Linked DNA regions of Zea mays: all the other regions are linked to region 1. A link is a contact called in public Hi-C data. All regions are on one chromosome and are shown on one strand. Each heading gives the region's core, a stretch centred on a gene start, on an enhancer-like site or on the middle of the called end of the contact. The rest is flanking DNA. Distances are from core to core; before and after follow the strand shown. Region 1 holds the start of LOC103631787. Region 2 holds the start of LOC100193685. Region 3 holds the start of LOC103631785 (AP2-like ethylene-responsive transcription factor CRL5).

What was found. Hi-C and Micro-C count contacts between places; a contact is called where the count stands out from the background.
Region 2: a contact with region 1 is called in a Hi-C map of ear, with 5 times the contacts expected there. The contact joins the promoter of LOC100193685 here to the promoter of LOC103631787 in region 1. A contact is called at or near these places in 8 of 25 Hi-C or Micro-C datasets (ear, endosperm, leaf and 3 more) and 1 of 3 datasets of contacts at active chromatin or transcription factors (leaf).
Region 3: a contact with region 1 is called in a Hi-C map of ear, with 1.7 times the contacts expected there. The contact joins the promoter of LOC103631785 here to the promoter of LOC103631787 in region 1. A contact is called at or near these places in 2 of 25 Hi-C or Micro-C datasets (bundle sheath and ear).

What each region holds. Positions count from the first base shown.
Region 1 is chr1:16,598,811-16,602,854 of Zm-B73-REFERENCE-NAM-5.0, forward strand. LOC103631787 reads left to right here and starts at 2,552. Exons shown (of 1, transcript NM_001351081.1): 1 at 2,552-3,518. The coding sequence starts at 2,631. The coding sequence ends at 3,275. It overlaps LOC100383364, which reads right to left. Exons shown (of 17, transcript NM_001327773.1): 16 at 3,989-4,044; 17 at 3,490-3,888. The coding sequence ends at 3,770.
Region 2 is chr1:16,339,797-16,344,233 of Zm-B73-REFERENCE-NAM-5.0, forward strand. LOC100193685 reads right to left here and starts at 2,329. Exons shown (of 15, transcript NM_001138777.1): 1 at 2,200-2,329; 2 at 1,626-2,081; 3 at 1,414-1,498; 4 at 1,267-1,326; 5 at 1,114-1,166; 6 at 806-945; 7 at 1-42. The coding sequence starts at 2,252.
Region 3 is chr1:16,252,757-16,257,083 of Zm-B73-REFERENCE-NAM-5.0, forward strand. It overlaps LOC103631785 (AP2-like ethylene-responsive transcription factor CRL5), which reads right to left and starts at 2,863. Exons shown (of 8, transcript XM_008653284.2): 1 at 2,355-2,863; 2 at 966-1,584; 3 at 755-837; 4 at 617-625; 5 at 444-532; 6 at 144-217. The coding sequence starts at 2,565.

The DNA of each region.
Region 1 (4,044 bases), core at 1,302-3,801:
ATATCAATCACAGAGATGGCACAGTGGTTTATCCCGTGGTTCGGCCAAGACCAACGCTTGCCTACTCCATGTTGTAGCGTCCCAACGGACGAGGGTTGCAATCAACCCCTCTCAAGCGGTCCGAAGACCCACTTGAATACCACGGTGTTTTGCTTGCTTTACTATATCCCGTTTGCGAGGAATCTCCACAACTTGGAGCCTCTCGCCCTTACACTTGAAGTTCACAAAGAAGCACGGAGTAAGGGAGGGATGAGCAACGCACACAAGACACAAAATTAGAATGTCAACACGCACACAAGTCGCAACAAGAGCTCGCAACACAACCCGATGAGTTCGCAACTCAACTAGAGCTCTAGATGCTATCACGAAGAACCAAATGCGTGGAATCGAAGTCTCGGTGCTTAGGAATGCTTTTAGTATGCTTGGTGTTCTCCTTCATGCGCCTAGGGGTCCCTTTTATAGCCCCAAGGCAGCTAGGAGCCGTTGAGAGCATTCCAGGAAGGCTGATCTTGCCTTCTGTCGCCTGGCGCACCGGACAGTCCGGTGCACCACCGGACACTGTCCGGTGCGGATATCCTTCCTTATTTGGCGAAGCCGACCGTTGGGGTTTGAGAGCTTTTGGCGCACCGGACAGTCCGGTGCCTCCATCTAGCCGTTGGCTCGGCCACGTGTCCCGCGCAGATCGCGCGGCCGACCGTTGGCCTGGTCGACCGTTGGCCTAGTCGACCGTTGGCTCACCGGACAGTCCGGTGCTCCACCGGACAGTCTGGTGAATTTTAGTCGTACGTTGTTAATCATCTCCCGAGAGCGACGAGTTCGCCTGTGAACGGCTCACCGGACAGTCCGGTGCACCACCGGACAGTCCGGTGAATTATAGCCGTACACCGCCGTCGAAGTCCCGAGAGCAGCAAGTTCGCCAGAGCCAGTCTGGCGCACCGGACACTGTCCGGTGCACCACCGGACAGTCCGATGCACCCAGACTGAGCAGACTTTGGCAGAACAAAGCCATCTCTTCTCTAACTTGATTTTTCCTGTTTCCAGCACTTAGACACAATACATTAGTCCATAAAACAATGTACTAAGTCTAGAAACATACCTTTTGACATGATTTGCACTTTGTCCACCACTTTGCATAGATTAACACAGAAGCACTTGTGTTGGCACTCAATCACCAAAATACTTAGAAATGGCCCAAGGACACATTTCCCTTTCAAGATCACCCAATTCTCTACTCAGTTCCCCCCGACGATCTAGCTTTCCAGAATTAAGATCATGATGAATTGGAAACTCAAACGAAGCAGGTGCGTTAGGTGACCACGTACCCTTGACCGGGTAGTGGAGATCGGCCACAGGGGGCCCAAATCCACATTCCCGGTGAGAAGAAACGAAGCGGGGCCCAAAACGTGAGCCGTCAGTGTGTTCAACGGTGGCAGAGGAGCCCACCGGTGCCGATCCACGCGTGCCGAGGATGCCGGGCTTGGAGAAGCCCTCGACGCGCGCCCCATGTGACCACCGGATCTCCACTTTGGACAGCTCAGCGCAAACTGAATCCATGGTGGATTGTAGGGCTTCGACTGAGGATTCCATTCGGGGGCGCCAAGCCTCGAACACGTGCAGGGTGGACTCGAGGGAGGTGACGCGTGCACCGGTAGTTGCCTCCCAGTAGCGGACCCGATCGGTGAGATCCGCATCGGCCGCCGAAAGGTGGGCTTCGACGTCCGCGCGGATGGCGGAGGCGAACTCGTCGGAGTGGTGAGCGAATTCCGCCGCCTGGGACTCCAGAATGCCGACGTGGAGTTCCCACTTGGAGTCGATCGCCGTGAACCTTTTATCGAGCTCAGCGAGAATGGCGTGGGTCTGTTGTTCCAGCGCTTGAGTGAGCTGCGCGTCAAGGTGTAGGGGACGCCATGGATGCGACGGCCGAGGAACGAAGGAATCTGATACCAATTTGTTAGGGTATGGGATATGGAGGTAGGAGAAGACAGAGGTAGGAGACAGAGATAGGAGAGAACAAGGAGCTCTATTCAGAGTTTTCTATTGTTCAGATTCTTGATACCTCGCCCAAGGCAGAGTTCACTACTTATTACAGATAGCCAGAGGCACACACCATGAGGACGCAGCCCCACGCGACAGACACGCACAGGTCACTTCCACTCCGGGCCCGCCAGTCGAACGTTGGCACGGCGCTCTCTTCTTCCAGGCTCGCGACGAAGGGGCGGCTTCTGTGGTGTATCCGCGGGTGGTAGAGGGGCTGTAACATATTCTTTGATTTTTTTTTTTGCAATTATGTCCCTAAACAGTAAACACGACTCGAGACGTACTGCCATTTGCAGTGGAACCAATTGTCCAATTCAATCAACTTTTTATTCTTTTAACCTAAAGCTAACTTCCATGCTGATGGCAACTGGCTCCTCGAGCACGGTGAACTAGGACTAGGAGACAGTAATCATAGGCTCCACACTCCCGGCGCCGACTTAGCCGTTGCTCTGCTCAACGGTCAGTCTTCCCACTCTGTATAAACCTTACCCCACGCGCCACGCACTTCCCCGCTCCTCTGAACTCAGCATTCAGCAACAGATCAGACTCACACGATCACTGTCGCACTGAGAACACAAGCACCCAGTAAAGCAATGGCGTCCGCCACCGAGAACTCGAGCCTACGGAGATGCTCCTCTCTTCCCAACCTACTGGTCTGGCTCCTCAACCTCTCCCTCCTCGTCCTCGCCGCCGCCGCGCTCGGCCCGGTCTTCCTCCTCCGCCCGCGGCCGACGCCCTTCGGCTGGGCGCTCGTCTCCGTGCACGCCACCACCCTGCTCTCCGCACTCGCAGCGCTCCACGCGCAGCTCACCCACCTCTGCCTCGCCGCGAGCACGGCGCTCGCGCTCGCCGCGCTGTCCGGCCACGCACTGGCCTCCCTGGCCTTCTTCCTCCGCCACGACCACAGCCTCCGCCTCCTCGGCTCCGCCAGGGATCGCCGGGAGCAGTTCGTGCTGGCGTTCCTCGAGGAGCTACTGCTGCTGGCCATGTTCATGGCGCAGGCCGTCGCGCTAGCTGCAACATGCGTGCTGAGCCGGCGTTGGGCGAGGGAGTACCAGGAGGCCGAGACGGAGAAGGCGGCCGCGGCGAGAAAGCGAGGGAGGAAGATGGCGCGTGTGCAGGCCGAGTCGGCGGCAGCTGCGGAGGCCGGGGTGAAGGCCGTCGACGAGAAGGTGATGCGGAGCAGCAGCGGCAAGAAGGTGCACTGGGCCAACAACGATGGATACGAAGAGTGCTAGAAGCCTAGAACAACCAACACATGGAAGTAGAAGTAGAAGTAGAAGAATCGCCAGTAATCTCCTAGCTATGCTATTGTTCAGGGGTATGATTGCCATTATAGTGTGGCCATAGTTGCTATGTGTACTGCTTGCTATTCGACTAGTTCTGTTGACTGAACTTCCCATACCTGTGTGAAATGAAGCTTATAGCTTGTTGCACATTGCTAGACCATGAACGATAGTCATACGCCTTAACTTTGTTTACAGGCTTACAGCAGTACCATTACTAATTTACAATGTTTTTGAAGGCCGTGGTAGATTATTGTCCTTCTGGGTCATACTTGCTACTATAGTTGGGTTGACAAACAGTACAGGAACATGCTACTACTGACACGAATAGCTTGCTACTTATAGTTCTGACTCAGTTCAATTAGCCGGAGCTGGAAAACCAGTATCAGAACCCTCTATAATTCAATACCACTGTCCTTCGGCTGGGTCAAACTAAACCCAACAATTCAGTTTAATCTTGAGCTCAGATCACCCTGCCGTTTTTCTGTGTTCTGAAACGACCCATGCAGCTGCAGAAGCAAAGAATTGCTGACAACAAAGATTGAGCTAAGGGCCATCAACCCCCCTGCATGATAAACCGCCAAATATAGCATCGTTACTAAAGTTCGATGTACCAAAACATGGCGTAACAGACAAAGCACGTAGTTGTCCTCAGTAAACATTACCTGAGAGAGATGGTGTCATGGCGAAATCATATTGTGGCAGCAGCACTCCAGCGGCA
Region 2 (4,437 bases), core at 1,079-3,578, 260 kb before region 1:
GGGGGACAATAGGTCCACTGACAGAAGGTTCTTTGCCACAACCTGTGATAAAAAGAACCGATTATATTGGCACAGCACAAAGAGACTCCAAATTATTTGCTGAAACATAAAGCTCTATGATCACTCCCTCCTTGCCTAAAAGTAATACAATCTTAAACCTAAATAACTTATTCTTCAAAATAAACTCTGTCATGAAAGAAGCAAAAAAAGGCCTACTGAATACTGTGGCCAACAAAGTCAGTTCTTGTGTCTGGACAATGTGAAAGTCGAGCATAACTATTATTACTCTGCTCACTTATAAAGATGTTTGAAAAGTACAGTATCAACAGAAAGTACATAAACCAAGTGGACTACCCGCTTACACAAGAACAGAAAATTGGAGGAATCACTTGTACATAGTAAATCAGCAGTGCAATCATGCAAGTGGGAAAAACAATGATGGTAAGGAACAAATCACAGTTCATAATATAACTTAACTTTAAAGGGTTTGGAAAACCAGCATCAGAGCCATCAATGATTGCAGAAGAAATAAGAAACTTCATTTAGAAAAAAAGCTAAACTTTAAATCTCTATATACAGATAAAACACCATCTAGAGCAAATGACAAACGGTATACGACAATACTGTATCCATCTCAAGACAACAGTAGATGACATTGCAAGCTCTTGGCACAGCAAGAATGGAAGCAGTAAAGCAAAAGAAATGAAGGATGATAATAGTAAAGCCACCAAGAATATGAGAGCACTGGCTTGAAAACGACATTGCTATCCTCAGCATACGTATTACACAACACCCATTAAGTTACCTGAAGAAGTAAGGTTTGGGTAGTCACTGAAGCTGGAAACACTAGCATTGCTAAATCCATTTGAATTCAAATTCAAATGATGCAGTTGCAGAGCAACATCATGGAGTGTTAATCCTTGTGATGTATAAATGTTTTGATACCTGAAACATAAAATTTCCACCACTAAAAACTAAAATCAAACACCCAAGAATTCTTTTTAAGTCTAGATTATTACAAAAGTTAATGAATGTCATTTTGAACTTTTAGTTCTTCTACTAAGTAATAAGTTTGCATAAGCTCGATTTCTTCTAAAAAATGGTGGTACTTACGGTTGTCGTCTTTTCCCCATGCCAGCGTGTTTTTCAAATTCCGAAGGGGAAACCTACAGTCAGAAGGGAACAGCAAAACCTTAATTATTGGTCATCAAACAGAATAATTGCACCCTAAGAAACACAATTCCTGAGTGATTATTAGTTTTGTACCTCTTGATTGCAACAATTGCAGACAATACCTGCTCCCTGCTTATACCCTTGCAGTAGTGCCTACAAAAATCAGTGAATCATGAATCCTCTTAAGAGTGGGCTACAATTTATGATGAACGTAAAAAAGGACGTAAATATCCAGAGCACCTCTCCGTTCTTCAACTTGTAAGTCAACAAAGTATTATCTGGAAGGCCAGCTTCCTTGAAAATCAGTGGATGCAAAGCGGTATCCCTGAGGAAAAGCAAAAAAGATAGGCTATGCATCATTTCAAAATGACATGTAAAAGAACACCTTTCACACCAGGTTTTGCAGAAAGGTCCCATAAATAAATGTCACAAAAGATTTAATCTTTTATTACCTCTTTTTTGATTCTCTTGAGTTTGAGCCTACGCTGGAGCTTGGGAGTGGCCGTTGTGCGCTTGTTACTGGACTTGATGAAGAACTAATAAGCCCTAAATCTGTGGAATCATGTTTTGAGTAGTTAGGGGTTACTGCACTAGGTACTGGAGAACCTGACGTAACACCATCGATGATGTTGAGACTGAGAGGACCTCCTGTGTTCTGTGCACTACGAGTTTCTTCAGTGCCTTTCTTCTCCTTTGAGGTGCCAGCAGAGAGGCCAGAAATCCCTTTGTCTGAGCTTCCAATTAAGGCTGGAGCCGAAATCTCAGTGTCTCCTTGTCCTCTAAACTGCGTCCGAGACCGCCTATTGGTTGCACCCCATTTAAAGTTTGAGATGCTATTACTGCTAACAGATTCATTCGAAGTCATCTCCTCCACAGCCGGACCCCGCGAACTAGAAGTGGGGCTTCGCCTTCACATTCACAGCAAGGTAAAGGTAATTAGCATGTGGAGCTTTGATGAAATGTAAATAACTGAGCCCGGGTGAAGGTATAAGAACTCAAAATCGATCAGTTGAATCTATCGCTCACCTCAAATCAGGCAGAAACAATCTGGCCTTCTCCTTCTCGTCCTCGGTCATCATCTCCACGTCTCCCCGTGGAGCAGGGGTCGAAGGGGGTTCCGCCGTCACGTCGTCAACCTGAATCCCGTCGGGTTCTGTTAGCACTATGTGAGTTGTATGTGTTGCTGATTCTTGTGCTTTTAGGGAGTATCAGTTATTTGAGTAAGTCGATTGAAGAGCAGGGATTAGTGAAAGTACTGTTGGGCTGGCCCGTTAGGGTTCCAAACCTTGTAATAGAACCAGGCGGTTAGGTCTAGATTAGGGTCTATAAATACTTGTAATCACATTTGAAGAGTATGAGAAGAGAATAATCGAAATAACCACCACACATACCTCCTTAATGCTTATCCTAGGGCATTAAGGAGGTTGATGTCCTTAAGGCAGTAAGATAGTTTGGAGTCTTATATTTTAGAGTTTGAGAAATTGAGATATGGAGTAGATGTTCATAACCCAAGGTTTGATGAGATATTTGAAAGGAAAATTGATCTAATCATTTCCTATAATCGATTTTGGTGTTTGACGTCCATCACAAACCACGTGGACTAACTAGTTTGTCAAGATGTCATTTATCTCAGGTGCATAAGGTTCAACACAAACCAAAAAAGAAATTCAGTTGAGGACTCAAATTTATTTGGAGCAAGACTTGAGAGTGTGCTGAAAAATAGCGCACCAGATAGTGTTCGGTGTGCACCGGATGCACCAGGCCTAAGCGCAAGCGAATAGGCCACTCTCGGGTTTCTGCCAGGCTCTTATCATTAAGAGCGCAAGCGAACGTGGACTACCAATCGACGCCTCCAAGCTCGACAACGAGGAGATGACTCTTATCATTAAGATCTTTCGTCAGATCCTCAAGCAAAGGAGAGGAAAGGACTACAAGCCCCGCTCCAAGAGGTGTGCTACCGGTGTGGTAAATCCGGTCACTTTATAGCTAAATGTTCATATTCTAGTGAAAGTGACAGGGACGAAGACAAGAAAGGGAATAAGAAGATGGAGAAGAAGAAGTACTACAAGAAGGGCGGTGAGGCGCACATGGGGCGGGAATGGGACTCCGACGAGAGCTCGTCCTACTCCTACTCCGACGAGGACGCCGCCAACATCGCCGTCAATAAGGGACTTCTCTTCCCCAACGTCGACCACAAGTGTCTCATGGCTAGGGACGGCAAGAAGAAGAAGGTACATTCTAGAGATATCCCCAAATACACTACATCTGATGATGAGGGTAGCACTAGTGATGATAATGATGATTTAATTTCTCTCTTTGCCAACCTTAACATGGACCAAAATAAAAAATTGAATAAATTAATAGAAACCATTAACGATAAGGATGATCTCTTGGAATGTCAAGAAGACTTGCTCGTTAATGAAAACAAAAAATTTGTTAAATTAAAAAATGCTTATGCTCTAGAAGTAGAAAAATGTGAAAATTTGTCTAAGGAGCTTAGCATGTGCAATGATTCAATTTATAGTCTTAGAATTGAGAATGATAATTTAAATGCTAAGATTAAAGAATTGAATGTTTACAAACCCTCTACATCTACTGTTGAACATGTCACTATTTGTACAAGATGTAGAGATGTTAATGTTGAAGGTATTGATGATCACCTTGCCATAATTAAACAACAAAGTGATCACATAGTAAAATTAACTGCTAAAATTGCCGAGCATGAATTAGAAAATGAAAAATTCAAATTTGCTCGTAGTATGCTTTATAATGGGAGACGCCCTGGCATTAAGGAGGTATTGGATTCCAACAAGGGAGCCAAGCAACATCAAACTTAATGCCCCCAAGAAATTGTCTAATTTTGTTAAGGGTAAGTGAAAGGGAAATAGTCTCAACATTTCCTATAATCAATTTTGGTGTTTAACGACCATCACAAACTTTGTGGACTAACCAGTTTGTCTAGTTGATCATTCCATATGTGCATAAGTTCATCTACAACTATTCTAAATCGACTGCCTGGAATACCGTAGATTATTCCGGACAGGAGAAGCTTTTTTGGAAAATCACTTAAGCGCTGACCGTCTGGGCCTGTTGGAGACTTGTTCTCAAATGCTAAAGGTTAAGAACAAGTCAACATAAAAAGTGTTAAATGTCAAAGCCCTTCGTCCTTAAAGACATTATGTCCCTTCGGATATAATGAATTATGGACGAAGGTTACGAAGGAAAAGACCTTCGTAAATTCGATAGATGATGAAGAAGAACACA
Region 3 (4,327 bases), core at 1,613-4,112, 350 kb before region 1:
TGCATGCATGCATTCAAACCAAATTCTCTCTACTACTAGTGGTAGCAGCAGTACGCTGTAATGCAATTGTGTTTGTTCCCATGCACATAAACTCTTAGTGCAGCATGCATGCGGTGTAAATAAGAACTGCTATCATGCAGTACCTTCTCAGGTGTGCAATGAACTCCTGCCTCGACATGTGCTTCATCTCCTCCAGCTCCTTCTCGTAGTGGCTCAGCTACGGGCATTATTTAGATCGGAGGTCAGTGGATCAGGAAACGTGTACCAGCCATTCATCAAATGCAAGAATAAAGAGCGCATGGACGATGAATAGTGAAGAACGAGGCCTGCGCCGGCCCCCTACGTTGAGCTACAGGGCCCTTTTTCTTAATTTCATGCATGGAGTTAGTAGTAAATTAAGGTCGCCGTGAGAAGGGGACGAAGGGAGCCATCAGTAAACGTACCGGGAAATTTATGTGAGTCGAGGGGCCCCAGTACTTGAGAGCTGCCAGGTCATAAGCCCTCGCAGCCTTCTCCTCCCTGTCATAGCCGCCTAGAGCAGCCACAGTCATAGCAAAGACATGGTGGTGAGCATGTGGAGCAACAAACAGCTAGGAGGAGGCTTGCAGTAGCTCACCTAGGTAGACTGCTCGTCGTTGTTGACATTGCATTGGCATTGCAAGAACAAGAAGGTGAGTTAACGTTCGAATCGAATGCATTCAGCCAAACATTGAGGAGGCTAGAAAATGGAATTGGATGCTAAGCTCTCACTCACCTTGCCTCCCTTTCCTAGTCTGGCCTTCCTTCCTGCAAGTGTTGTCCCACAGGTGAGCCTCGTACCGCCCGGTCCATCTGTGCCTGCAGATAGATCCATTTAGACACACGCACGCATCAGGACGATCGATCAAGCTAGGAACGACGTTGCGAGATCCTGAGCATGTACGCATGCATGCGCTGATGCGCGCAGCACATCAACTAAGGCCAACCTGGTGACGCCACGGAACTGCGACGTCCGCTGCCCGAACGTCTGCGCGGGCTTGCGGTGCACCGGCAACGGCGCCGGCAGCAGCTGCGGCGGCTCGGCCGGCGGGACGTCATCCGTCACGGCGAGCGACAGCGCAGCCGCCGCCGGTCGCTCCGGAGGCACGTACATGGCCTCCCGGAGCCAGGACTTGATGCCGGAGATGGACATGGAGCCGCCGACAACGCTGCCGCCGCCGGCGTTGTACATCGGCATTGCTGCGCCTGCTGGCGGGCCCGCGCTTGCGGCTGGGGCGCCCAGGAAGTACTGGCCGTGGTGCGACGACGGCACGAACTGGTGGTGCTGGTGGTCCGGGAACCCGCCGGTGCAGGGCGGCGCGTTCATGTTGATCCCCAGGCCAATGCCGCCTCCGCCGCCGCCGCCGCTGCTGATGCAGCCGTGGTAGTACGACCCGCACGAGAGGGGGTGGATGCCGTGGACCTCGTGGTACTTGCTGGCCTGCTCGTCGTCGTGGTGGCCGCAGCTGTCGTAGAGGCTGCGGCCACTGCTCTTGTTGCTGCAAGTGATGCTCATGAAGTCCTCGAGCTTGGGCCCTTTGGCTTCTGCTGCGCCGTGCCTCCAATCTGCACAGGAACGGTACAAAGAACGGACATGCTCAATGAAATGATGCCTCCTTTTCGAGAGAGCGCGCGACATGGGCCAAGGCCAACGAGTGCTGTGGAGTGCAGTGCAGTTCAGCGCAGGTGCTGCCTTACGTTCACTGAGACTTCACAAACAGCAGCAAGTTGCCCGGCCGGCCTTCCCTAATGTAAACAACTGGTACTAACTGATCTTTTTTTGTTTTTATTAAAAGTAATGTGAATAATTGAACACAATCCAAGATCATTCCGGAGACCAAAGAAGAGTTTGTCCTTTTGCTTCACTTAGCATGTCGTGACGAAATCGGTTGCCAGTTCCCACTGAATCTTGGTAACTAAGATTTAGTTTTTTTTAACACCAAGCTCTCGAGTGAAGAATACATGTATAGGAGACGCATGATTTCAAGATTCTGGTAGTACTGTTAGCTAGCCGAAGTTCTCGAAACAGAGACATATATATGCCCGACACCGGAGCGGCAACAACCGATGGCCATAGAAGGAGAAACGCGCAGCTCTGTGGTTCCGCGGCTCCGGTGAAGAAGAAGCGGGGGCCGGCGGAGCCCCACCAAACACGCCCCCCATGTTGGCAACAAACAGTGCCAGGAAGAAGAGTGTTGACAAAAGGAAAGGAGTTGTGCTCCACAAACACCAGTACCGCCGCCGCACGGCGTCGATCATAACCCAAAAAAAAGAAGGAAAATAAGCTGCTTCCTCTGTACCCTACAGACATAGTAATAAGCGTGCATGCAGTTTACCTGGAGCAGAGCTATAGTGCAGAGAGTCATCGAGCGGCATGGCCACGAGAGGGAGAGGCGAGGCAGCCGCGGCAGGCGAGGGGCAAGAGCCCTCTCCATCCCCGCACGCGCTCGCGCTCGCTCCGCCGCCTCCGTCGCCGTAGCCGTAGCCGCCCCTGCTCGCTGCCGAAGGAGACAAGGAGAAGCCAAGCCACCCGTTGTTCATGTCCATCTCCTAGCTAGTGGATAGAGCTGAGATCAGAAGAAGACGGAAGGGGTAAGGAATCGACGAGTTCTTTCTTGATCCTGGTGATGATGATCCTTCTCTCCTTTCCAGAGAAAGACTTTCTTTTTGGACACGAGAGAGGCTGTTACTTGCAAGCAAGCGAAGGAGCGAAGCTAAACTGACTAGCTAGATTGGCGCTGGTGCCGGTGCCGGTGCCGGTGCCGGAAGAGGGCCAAAAGAGTCTCCTTTTTGACGTTTATGCGAGCAAGCTATATATGGCTACGGGGGGAGTGCTGTGTAGGTGGCAACGATATGAATGCGAGCTGCAAGCAGCCCAAGAAGCGTTTAGCATACGTAGGTGACGACTCGCTTGACGAGAAGAGCCCATGCAAAACAAAAGGTTTCGGTGTGCAGTGCAACTGTGCAACTATGCATTGCATTGCATGCAACAGATGCGAGCGCCGTGGACCGGCGTTTTCCTTTTTGTCTTGGGGGCCGTGCCACGCAGACGCCATGCCGTGCCGTGCCATCCGTCAGTGGAAACGTCTTGCAGTGTCCAGTGCGGGTGTGGCATGGCATGGCATGCAGCTCACCAGCGGCTCAGCCGGGCCGGGGCCCCTCCTGCCAGCCTCTGGCGGCACGAGGAGCTATTGTGCTAGCTAGCCTGGCTGCGCCCTAGCGTGTGAATGTGTGACGGCTCATCTGTCGTCTCGCTCTATCTTTTTGCCTTGGGCTGGCTCTCTTCTTGTCTGTGTTCGTCGTCGTCGTCGACTACGAGTCTACGACTCTCTCTCTCACGTGCCGGCCCAACTCGATCCACGACAGGTGCCGCATGCATGCGAGGAAATGCGCGCAGATCTTCTCAGGTGATTTCGTGATCCAGAGATCAACAACAACTCTCGATGGACGCTTTTTTGAGCCTCTGTACCCATGCATGTTTCATCTCGGTAACCGATCGAGTGTTGCAGGACAGCCCTCGTTTGTGCGTGACCGAACTTCACTTCTTCCGGTTACTTCTTCTGTACTAGTTTGAACCGCTTTACCTTTTGCAAGATTTTAAAAATAAATAAAGTTGTTGTTTTGTTCACACGTTTGGAACGTAAATGTTAACTTATAACATTAAACCATATGTTTAGTTAACTCATAACATTAAATCATATGTTTTTAAAATATAACCGTAATCAAATACCACACTAGTAGAAACTGATATCATCATATTCAAACTTGCTGCTGCAGTTAATCGAGTGTGAATCATTATCATTTATGTTATATTTCATTAACCAAACAACATCTAATATTGTAGCAGCCGCAATCGCTACTGTTTGGACTACTGCAACTGCAATCCATAAAGACAAAATATTGTAGAAGCCGTATCCGCAACAAAGCCGTAGATGTCACATTGAATGCTTGATAGTAATTACAATAAATATAGTTAGAAAACTAATTACATAATTGAAGACTAAATGTTGATACAAATTTATTAAGACAAATTAGTTTATAATTAGCAAATGTTTATTGTGGCATCGTATAGACGAATTATAGAGTTAGGTCTTCGTTTAAGGGCTCTAAAATTATATGTAGTATAAAGTTCCACATGGCTAGGGCGTAGGGGCCTTGATCTAGGCCACCTGCACTCTGATGATCGGTTTACATAAATACACCATCAAATTATATTTTTGTTAGTATAACGATAGAAGATGGTTATATACTAATATTTTTTTAAAATATGATTAAAGTTTTAATTTGGATCAGTAGACCAAAAAATTAA